3 separate regions of the Zea mays genome follow, and regions 1 and 3 are each linked to region 2. A link is a contact called in public Hi-C data. All regions are on one chromosome and are shown on one strand. Each heading gives the region's core, a stretch centred on a gene start, on an enhancer-like site or on the middle of the called end of the contact. The rest is flanking DNA. Distances are from core to core; before and after follow the strand shown.

What was found. Hi-C and Micro-C count contacts between places; a contact is called where the count stands out from the background.
Region 1: a contact with region 2 is called in a Hi-C map of ear, with 1.6 times the contacts expected there. The contact joins the promoter of LOC100275345 here to the promoter of LOC100281860 in region 2. A contact is called at or near these places in 4 of 25 Hi-C or Micro-C datasets (bundle sheath, ear, leaf and 1 more).
Region 3: a contact with region 2 is called in a Hi-C map of ear, with 2.3 times the contacts expected there. The contact joins the promoter of LOC103646204 here to the promoter of LOC100281860 in region 2. A contact is called at or near these places in 8 of 25 Hi-C or Micro-C datasets (bundle sheath, ear, endosperm and 3 more) and 1 of 3 datasets of contacts at active chromatin or transcription factors (leaf).

What each region holds. Positions count from the first base shown.
Region 1 is chr2:29,099,999-29,103,070 of Zm-B73-REFERENCE-NAM-5.0, reverse strand. It overlaps LOC100275345, which reads right to left and starts at 1,666. Exons shown (of 9, transcript NM_001149441.2): 1 at 1,138-1,666; 2 at 1-204. The coding sequence starts at 31.
Region 2 is chr2:29,270,312-29,273,514 of Zm-B73-REFERENCE-NAM-5.0, reverse strand. It overlaps LOC100281860 (gibberellin 2-beta-dioxygenase 7), which reads right to left and starts at 1,520. Exons shown (of 3, transcript NM_001154780.2): 1 at 926-1,520. The coding sequence starts at 1,425.
Region 3 is chr2:29,142,266-29,145,476 of Zm-B73-REFERENCE-NAM-5.0, reverse strand. LOC103646204 (probable fucosyltransferase 7) reads right to left here and starts at 1,607. Exons shown (of 2, transcript XM_008670929.3): 1 at 1,315-1,607; 2 at 1-945. The coding sequence starts at 1,567.

The DNA.
Region 1 (3,072 bases), core at 417-2,916, 170 kb after region 2:
CCCCAAAATTCATGTTAGGATCGTCTGCCATTTGCAGGTACAGTAAATTTTCAAGAACAGATGTTGGATCTTCCAGCCTTGGAGATTCAGCTTCCAGACAACTTAAGAAATGCCACAGTACAAGATGAGAGAGCTCCGTTAGCTACTGGTTAAACTGCATTTTTGCCCAACCTGGACCAGTTTGGTGCCTACTGCTCCAAGAACCTGCACATGGCATTAAAAATATCAAAGAAAGTTAACCTTCCGAACTACCCATTCCAAATATACACACATCTCGCTTCCCGACGAATCAAACGTCTTAAAATTTAATCAAATTTATATAAAATGTATGATAAGTAGTATTATCAAGTACACTTTTATAATAAGTTCATGCTAGATATTCAGTTTTTTTTTCTATGTTTTTAGTCAAACTTCAAAAACTATGACTTCTCGTGAAGCGAGATGTGTATTTATTTTGGGCCAGAAAGAGTAACAGATTTGCTTTGACATAGGAATGAATCTCGAAACTTCTACGTGAAGACTACTGGCAAAAAAAGAAGCTCAAGAAACATGAAGATGAAGACGTATGCTTTAGAAACAGATTTTCTTTCGCTCCGCTAGTCTCTGAATCAAATTGAAACGATCAGTCAGTTGTGCAACTGACAAATTTGCATAAACCGTACGGAGAGCACAACACTAGAACACCAAGTGATCAAATCGGTAGGCAAAATTAAGCATAACTGAGTATGCTGGCTGCATACAAATCCTCGGAACAACAAAGGTAAGCTCATTAAAAAAGAAAGATAATTGTGGACAGGGACCTGGACAGCCTACACCTGCAGTTCATAAGTACTAGAAAATGACCTAGGGAAACCAAATCTAGCGGTGACAATGATTAGTAAAGTACTACAGAAAGTCAGACACCGCCAATCAACTGTGGCCGTACAATCTGCATGCAAGGCGCTGGCAAGGAACTGAATTTTCACACGAGAGTTCATATACCAAATCCAAAACCTAGTTAAACTACGCACGCGATTCCGGCGAAAGAAGCAATCCAAAAGAACGCGGGGCAAAGGGATGCCGGTCCAGATCCTGCCGGGCCAGGATCAACCAGCTAGAAGCACGGGCGGCACGAATAATCCTTCTCAACAAACTTACCCGGCACAAATCCGATCCAATATATCTGTTCTCGCGCCGCGGCAAGCAGGAACCCCAACGGAGAAGGCAAGCTCCGGCCGGTCTGATCCTCGCCTGCCTGCGCGTTATAGATCGTGTGGCGTGGCGGTGCGCTTGGTGGTGGTGCCTTGGTGCTGCTAATGGTGGAGTGCAGTTTGCTTCTTTAAATGGTGCCGCCCAGCTTTGCGCGCTCCAATGGGACGGCCGGGGAGAGGCCAGCGGGAAAAGCGGCGGCCCCGGGCGCACCAGTAAACCGTATATGCCCCTCTCCACTCCAAAAGCGGAGGCCGTGTGCCGATTTAACAACTTGCACACGCAAAAGGAATCACAGATGGATGACCGACGGATGGAGGAGGTGGTCTCTGTTGGAGTTCACCGGAGGTCCGGAGAGGCAGAGACGAGAGCTTCAGCTGCTGCCTCCTCGCTGCTAATACAGGGGAAGGGGAAGCCACCGCCCACCAGCGGCGATGGCCTCCGAACAATAATTGCCACTATTGGTTTCTAGCTTAGGTTCCCCCTCGTCTGCACCTTTCCCTTCTTGGTTGGTACCGTTGCAGCTCCCTCGTGTGGTCATGCCATGAAAGCAACACGCTCATGATTTTTAAAATCCCAACTCCTTTTTCTCTGTTTTGCACTTCCAGTCTCAGCTTGAGAAATTGTATTGCGGTTTCTCTGTGTAGATTTCATAACCAGTTCAAAACAAGAGCACCAGAATTTACAAAAACTAAGGATGCGTTTAGCAGAATTAGGGTGACAATGTGCTCTAAATTTTATACTATAAGACAGCTTTTGACAGGATGCCGATTCTCAAGTGAAACGTTTTTCTTGTAGCCTAAGTATTTGATAGGTGCTTCTACTGATTCCCGCAAGAATTGGAAATGTTTCTGGTTGCAAAACATGGCCTATGACTCTATGAGACAGCTTCCGAATCTTTCTCTACCTTGAAAAACTTTTTTTTGTTGGGCTGCCAAACTTTTTTCGGTGTATGTTGGTTGATTTTATCTACCTTTTTGAATTAATTACAAAAGTACTGCTATTCATATTTTAGAAATGTTTTTTATTTCATCGAGGACCACACGGTGCAAATTTTAGTACTCCTTGCTTTGTTTACGTGAATCAGATGTGCACATTCAGTTCAATAGATGAATTTCCAATATAACTATACACGGTTGTTAAGAAAAAAATCCACAAAAAATTATAGGACGGAACACGAGATCAAGAACTTAACGTGAATACACAAAGACCACGAGGATTTATACAGATTCAAGATCTCAATACGATATAATACTGTGAATATTGTCTATACAATATGATCAGATAATTTGTTCTACATATGTGTTACCACCCCCATTTTATAGTTCAAGAAGTACGGTTGATTACAGAAAGCCTATCTAAACTCTAGCTAGATAAGGATGAAGAACAAACTGATTGACACCTCCTACATGTGGACTCCCTTATAGATCAGAATGTGCTAAAGATGTCTTATGTTATCTATTTCATGTAGGCGGATCTTGTTCTGACATGTGGGCCGAGTACCCTAGTGTCTGAGTCCAAGTCCCCGAGGCCCACAAATCAACCTCTTTTTTTGTTGGAATGTATTAGGCACCCCTAGTATATATTTTTAATAGTAGCCTTCGAGTCTGACTTAACAGAGTGATCAACTCGAGTATATTTGACTCTGAAAATTGGATCTTATTAATACTCATTATAATTGGCCTGAGTTATCCTCCTTGGTAGCCGAGTTATCTACATTAGATGCAGCCCCCGATTCCTAGGACTCGGCACAACTCAACAAAAATCCACCGGACCAGCACTTCTGATTTTGTGTAATGCTTCAGCTTCTAGCTCGGCTTTCGGCTTCAGCTTCATGCGATACTTTGCACCCCTCTGTTATGTTACAAATTAAATCATCCACTA
Region 2 (3,203 bases), core at 271-2,770:
GTACACTGCTGGCCAGTTGGATTATATGGCACCTACACCTACGTGTCATTAGGATATTTCGCTACTTCTCCAGCGTGTTCTGAGGGATACTGATACATCGTGCGTGCCGGAAAGGAATTTAATAATGTGCAAGCCGGTGTCTGGTTGGTAGGTTGAACGATGGACACGACGGCGTTAAATTAGGTTCGTGTACTAAAAGATCCCATGTTTCGTGGTCGCGTACACCACCGCACACATGATATCACCAAGCATTGACTCGTAGCGCCGGAACATAAAGGTCGAAAGCCAAGTTCAGGCAGGCAGGCAGGCAGGCGGTGTACGTACATGTGTTCGCCGGCCGTTGAACTATCAGAAATCATATACATATTATTGGTAGCACAGCAGTACGTGCGAGACGTAGGTACAAATAATAATGCAGTACCACTGTTTGGTCACGTCATAGTACGTACCACGGAAAGGAAAACACACACCCGGCCCAGCTGCTGCTACATGTGCCCTAGAAGATATTAAGGTGCATGCTATATACCACGGGTGGAGCACCGAAGCACACATGTGCCGATGTGCTTGCGGCTACGTACGACCTACGAGATGCACATATATGTGATAGCATGTCGACTCCACCTTTTTTTTTCTCTTCTTCCTTTTAATTTGGCTCACTAAAAAGATACCCAGCGTACGTCTCTGTTATATATTGACAGGCATTACATGGTCATATGATTGAGAAGGCGGCTGATGATAATAATAATAATAATATGCGTTTAATTTATACCCCCTCACCCCATATATAGAAACTAGCAACTAGCCCGTAAACAACGGCTACAGTAACAAGTTGGGTACTAGCTAGCTAGCTATAGCAGGCAGGTAGGCCCACACGCAATTACGTGCAGTGCAGTGCAATTGTGCAAAGCAGCAAGCTTTAATTTACCTCAAGGAGCTGAGCTCTCCGAAGTCGCAGGCAGTGCCGGAGATGCTGGCGAGCGGGACGTGGAACGCCTCCGACCACGAGAGGTGGCGGAGCGACGTGGCCGTGGGGGCGCCCCAGCGGTAGGAGCCGTTGAGAAGCCCGGCCTTGGCCTTGGTTTCGAACGGCAGCCGGAACAGCCGCGCCTGCTCCGCCCGCAGCCGCTCCAACAGCGCCCGGCTCACGCCGTGCCCGGTCACCTGGAAAAAGCCCCACTCCGAGGCCGCCCTCGCCATGGCGTCCGCGCACGTCGTCCTCGCCGCCTCGCCCGCGCTGCCCTGCAGGCACGTCAGGTCGATCAAGGGCAGCTCGCGCTCCTGCACGCAGCCCTCGGTCGCCGCCGCAATGCCGCCGCCGCCGCCGCCGCGCCGGAGCAGCTCCAGGTAGCTGTCCACCAGAGGCGGTTCGGCGGCGCTCTCCGCGACAAGGGACGGCATGGTCGGAGTGGCAGCTACGTAACGCATGTAAGATATTTGCGTGTGCGTGTGTGTCTGCGTGATCACACTACTCTCTAGCTATAGCTACTACACGTAGCACGCAGCTTGGTGCACACTTGCTGGTCTCGATGCGCTAGCACTGGCTGGCTCATAGCAAAGCGCACGTCCACCGCCCCTATATATAGAGAGCAGGGCTAGCTGGGGGGCCGGCATTGCATTGCCCGGCCCCGGCCCCCTCTCTTGGTTCGTTGCATGCACCTTGGTGGTGAATGGTGGCTCGGCTGGCCCGGGTGTTCGACGGTGAGCCACGCGACTCGCACGGCCATGGATCGACACTTGGGGGCCGGAGGACGCAACAAGTTATGGGGGCCGTGTCTTTAAAATTTGACCGGCCGGGCCACGGGAGGATTCATTGAAACCGAAAAGTGCAAGGGGCGGATTGATGTAGAGAGCTGGAATAATAAAGCTAGTACTAGTAGTTGAGCTGAGCCACATCCCTGTGCAAGTCCTGCTACAGTGACTCAGTACCGGTACAATAGTATATACTACACTGACTTCTTGGGAGTACTACAATACTAATGTCTCCATGTGAAATTAAAGCTGACAGTGCAGCCCCGGCCCGCCCGTCTCCCTGTTTCACTTTGACCATGCTTGTATTATATTGGCGAGTCAGGCCCTGTACCTGCTTAGATGTGTTCCTTGACCACTACTATAAGGCTGTGCGCAACGGCAGCGCCTACGCGGCCCCCTCCCCTTCCATGCACGGCTGTAGGAGGCACCCCACAGCCGCAGCGGTGCCCCTACAGCGCCTCCTACGCATCGGCACCCTTCTCTCTCCCAGATCTAGCGTGTCACTGTTCATCACCATAAACACTGTGTTGTGGGTCCACGAGTAATTGTTAGTAGATAAAAAAATTGATAGTTGATATAGAAAATGATATTTTATAGTTTTAGTGGGGTATAGAGGAGTATTTAGGGGGAACCGCTGCGGGAGATGAAAAAATAGGGGGAAAAATAGAGGGGAAAAGTGATATAGAGGGAAAAATTTAGGGGTAACGGTTACGGATAGCCTAATAAGGGCGTGACAGCTGACTGCTATATAGTTGTAATAATCCGAAGGCTGCAAAAAGAAAAATATTTCTTTTCTACAGTTTTATGTAGGACGGCGACTATTGTACAATTAGATTTTATATTACGTGCAAACGAGTCTTCTGGTTCGTTGGATTATGGATCATGATTCAACTGTAGATATAATTGTATATACGTAGGGTATTAACTGATAAATTATTATCTTGTTTACCTGGATAAACATCTGCTACGTACTACTTTATCCCGTTGAAACGTCAAACAATTGTACGTTTAATTAAAACACAGAAAGGATATCTAGCTACATTTGTAACTTTGAATAGGTATACTATAAAAAATGTGTTACATAATTAGTCAAATAATATCAGTTCAATGTCATAAATATGAATCTAGTTCAAAATAGTTTAACTAAAAGACTATACGGACTTATTTAGATATCTATATATTCGTTTAAAATCTATTCACGTGTGTTGAAGTAGTTTCATATAGAATTTAATTTTATATAGACTAAAACAAATATACAAGTCTCAACAATGTATAACTGTGTTGTTTGTCAGTGAAGTGCGCGTAGAATCATCAAGGTGCCCATCAGCCCATCCATACTTGAGGCAAGCTTTGAAACATCTTCGCCTATGCACGAACCCCTGAGGTGTTGCTTCCTGGTATTTTTAATGTTATCTCCAACAGTTTATTCATTCATATATATATATGCTCACATT
Region 3 (3,211 bases), core at 358-2,857, 130 kb after region 2:
GCGAGCAGTTGAGGATCTGGCCGTAGAGCTCGTCGGTGGAGATGGGCGCCCACCAAGGGAACTTGCGCACCTGGATCCCCACGCGCTCGTCCGCCTTGGCGAAGTACGAGCCGTGGTACCGCATCACCATGTCCCACACCGTGTTGCTCGGGCTGAACAGGTAACGGCCGAGGTGATGGAACACGACGTCGCGGCGCGGGAACATGCGCGCGAGCTCCCCCACGTACCGCGGGATCAGGAACAGCCCCGGAACGATGTAGTTGTCCGACAAGAACACGAGCCATGGCACGCGCCTCAGCTGGGCCTGCACGTCGTCGCAGAAGAATAGCTGGTCGTGGTAGGCCCCGCTGTAGTCGTGGCGCAGGTGCAGGTAAAGCCATGGCGCCACGCCGGGGTCCTCGCCGCGCCTCAGCACGGAGCCGAGGCTCTCGTGGTGGTTCCGGTCGGTGAGCCGCTCGATGTCACGGATAGGGAAGTCCTTGTCTGCTGGCAGGATCCACGTGGAGCCCGGGAATGGCTCGCACAAGAGGTCGTCGAGGTCGTTGCCGCCGCGGTGGAGAAGGAGCACGCGGTCGGTGAGTAGCGCGTAGAGGAAGGCGGAGGTGATGGAGAGGATGCGGTTGCCCAGGCCCTCGGTCGGGTTCCACACGACGTAGCTGCACCCTCCTGCAGAGGAGTTAGTAGTAGTAGAGGAGGCGTTCGGCGGCGTGCGAAGGCGTTCGACGGCGCGCGCGTAGGCGGGGGTGCCGGGGCCGCAGCGGCGGTGCAGCGACTCGTAACGGCGGAGCGCGGAGACGAGGTAAGACGAGATGGCATGCAGTGACGGCCGCCTGTAGAGCGCGGCGCGGTAGCGGCTGAGGCAGGAGCTGTCATCGAAGTCTGGGGAAAGGAGGCCGCCTAGAAGCCGGTCGCGGGGATCTGGCACTGTCGCCATTGGACCGGCGCCTACCAAGCATGCAGACAGGGGGATCAGATCAATTCAGAGAGAGCAGCAATTGCATGCACGTTGCTTAAGCTAGTTCAGTAGTTCGTGCATATGCAGCTTAAATTTCATGGACGTGGAATGGGCGGAGTTGATTACGTACAGTTTATTGCTTAGCACATTAATCACAAAAGAAGAATTTTTTTCGAAAACAAAAAAACAAATTATGCGCAATGATACAGCGGGGTGCTATACGAATGTACTCTAAAACCTATACGGAGGGAGTATGTTGCTGACAGAGGGGTTCTATATGATGTATGCATGCATGATGCATCGCTTGTCCGCGGTTAGTGGCAAGCGAGCAGCACAGTCACGAAGCCGTGCGCACGTACCGGCGTTCACGGCGGCGCGTACTCCCGGCGGCACCCAGGTATTGCCGCCGGTGAACGGCATCAGCCGGCCGCAGACGGCGGCCATCATGAGCAGGGCAGCCACCACGCTCACCATGATCACCAGAACCGTCGGCCGCGCGGCCGCTCGAGACCACCGCCGTGGCGCCACCGATCCACGAGACGGTGACAAGTGAGATGCAGTTACATCCATCACTTGGCTGCCTAGAAAAGAACTTGCTGATTTGCTATGCATGATCTAGTTCCATCTATCTGTGATTCGGCCTGTTCCGGCCGGCTCACTGCTACCTGCTGACAGCTAGCGAGCTGATAGGCGTGCTTCTTAAGTTCGATAGCTAGCAGCTCGAAGACGCAACATGTAGGACGTCAGGCTTGCTATGTCAATGCTTCGATCGTGCCATGGCCCATGGTTAGCTAGCCAGCAGGGCATTGACGGAGGCACTATGCAGCTGTACTAGGCCATCCATGCAGGAGCAAGACTTCCTGGCAAGAAATGCGACTAGACGAGCCATGTGACAATGTGAGAGTACGTAACGACGAGACGAACTGGCTTTCGTTCAGGACGACGCGTACGGCGTACCCCGGCGGCTTGGCCGAGACCCAGGTATTGTTGCCGCCGCCGAGGGCGTCAACCGGGAACTGAACAGAGGACGGACCACGCTCACTATTGATCACCAGAACCGCCGGCCGCTAATCCACGACACGGTGACAAGTGAGGTTTTATTACCTTGTTCTGTTCTGACCCATCACTTGGCTGCTTTGGATCGTTTGATAGCTAGACATGGACTCTAAGTTGGCACGATCCGTCAGGTTTGTCATGCATGTCGCATTTTCAATCTGCAAACTACTGCAGTTAAGAAACACGCTGATCGCTAGCTAGAAGCACTTCAGCAGTCAGTAAACACTGCTTTTCACCTTTAACGCTTTATTTAAGTACTCTAGTATTAGCCTTAATCAACATGTGTTGAGTGGATTGGGATCTAAATTAGTTTAATTTACAGCTCAATCCACCTCAACAAATGTGGATTAGGGTGAATACACTAGAGTATCCAAACATGGCCTAAAGCTCACTTCTTATTTCATTAGGGCTTTCGGTTCTACCCCAATCCATATGGATTGAGGGGGTTTCAATCCCTAACAAGTCAAAATCACTCTGAATCCGTATCAATCCCCTCCAATCCATATGGATTGAAAATAACCGAACAAACCCTTAGGACTTGTTCGGTTTGAAGGGATTTAAGGGAGATTGAAGGGGATTAAATTCTCTCCTATTTAAATTTATATAGAAGGGGATTGAATTCTCTACAATCCCTCTTAATCCACCCCTAACCGAATAAGGTCTTAGGCCTTGTTCGTTTCTGTCGGATTGGTAGGCCGGAACGATTCTTATCCGGATTGTTTCTCTAATTTATATAAACTTTGATTAGCTAGAACGATTCCGGGTGCAATCCGACGGAAACGAACAAGGCCTTAAAGGGCTAGTGAGATCACGACCCGCCAAAGCATTTACCAAGTCCTAGGGGTTGGGGATCGGGATCCGCCAACATTAGGTGAGGGCACTGACACGTGGGCACCGCATGCACCTACAGTAACGTAGGGGATCCAAACACAAGAATGATATGGTCCCGGAACGGTCCCTAGTGAACTAACTAATGAGCAGCTGCATTATGTAAACGTGGAACACGGATACTTGCAGTCAAACAAACTGCAAGTAGAGGAGAGTTATTTCTTCTCTAAGTGCTTGTTCGGTTATAAGTGGATTAAAGGTGATTAAAAAGGGATTAAATATATTGGTAGTTAAAATTGAATAGGGAGAGATTTAATTTCTCAATCCCTCATATCCTCATGCAACCGAACAAGCCTTAAAGAGAACCAAATC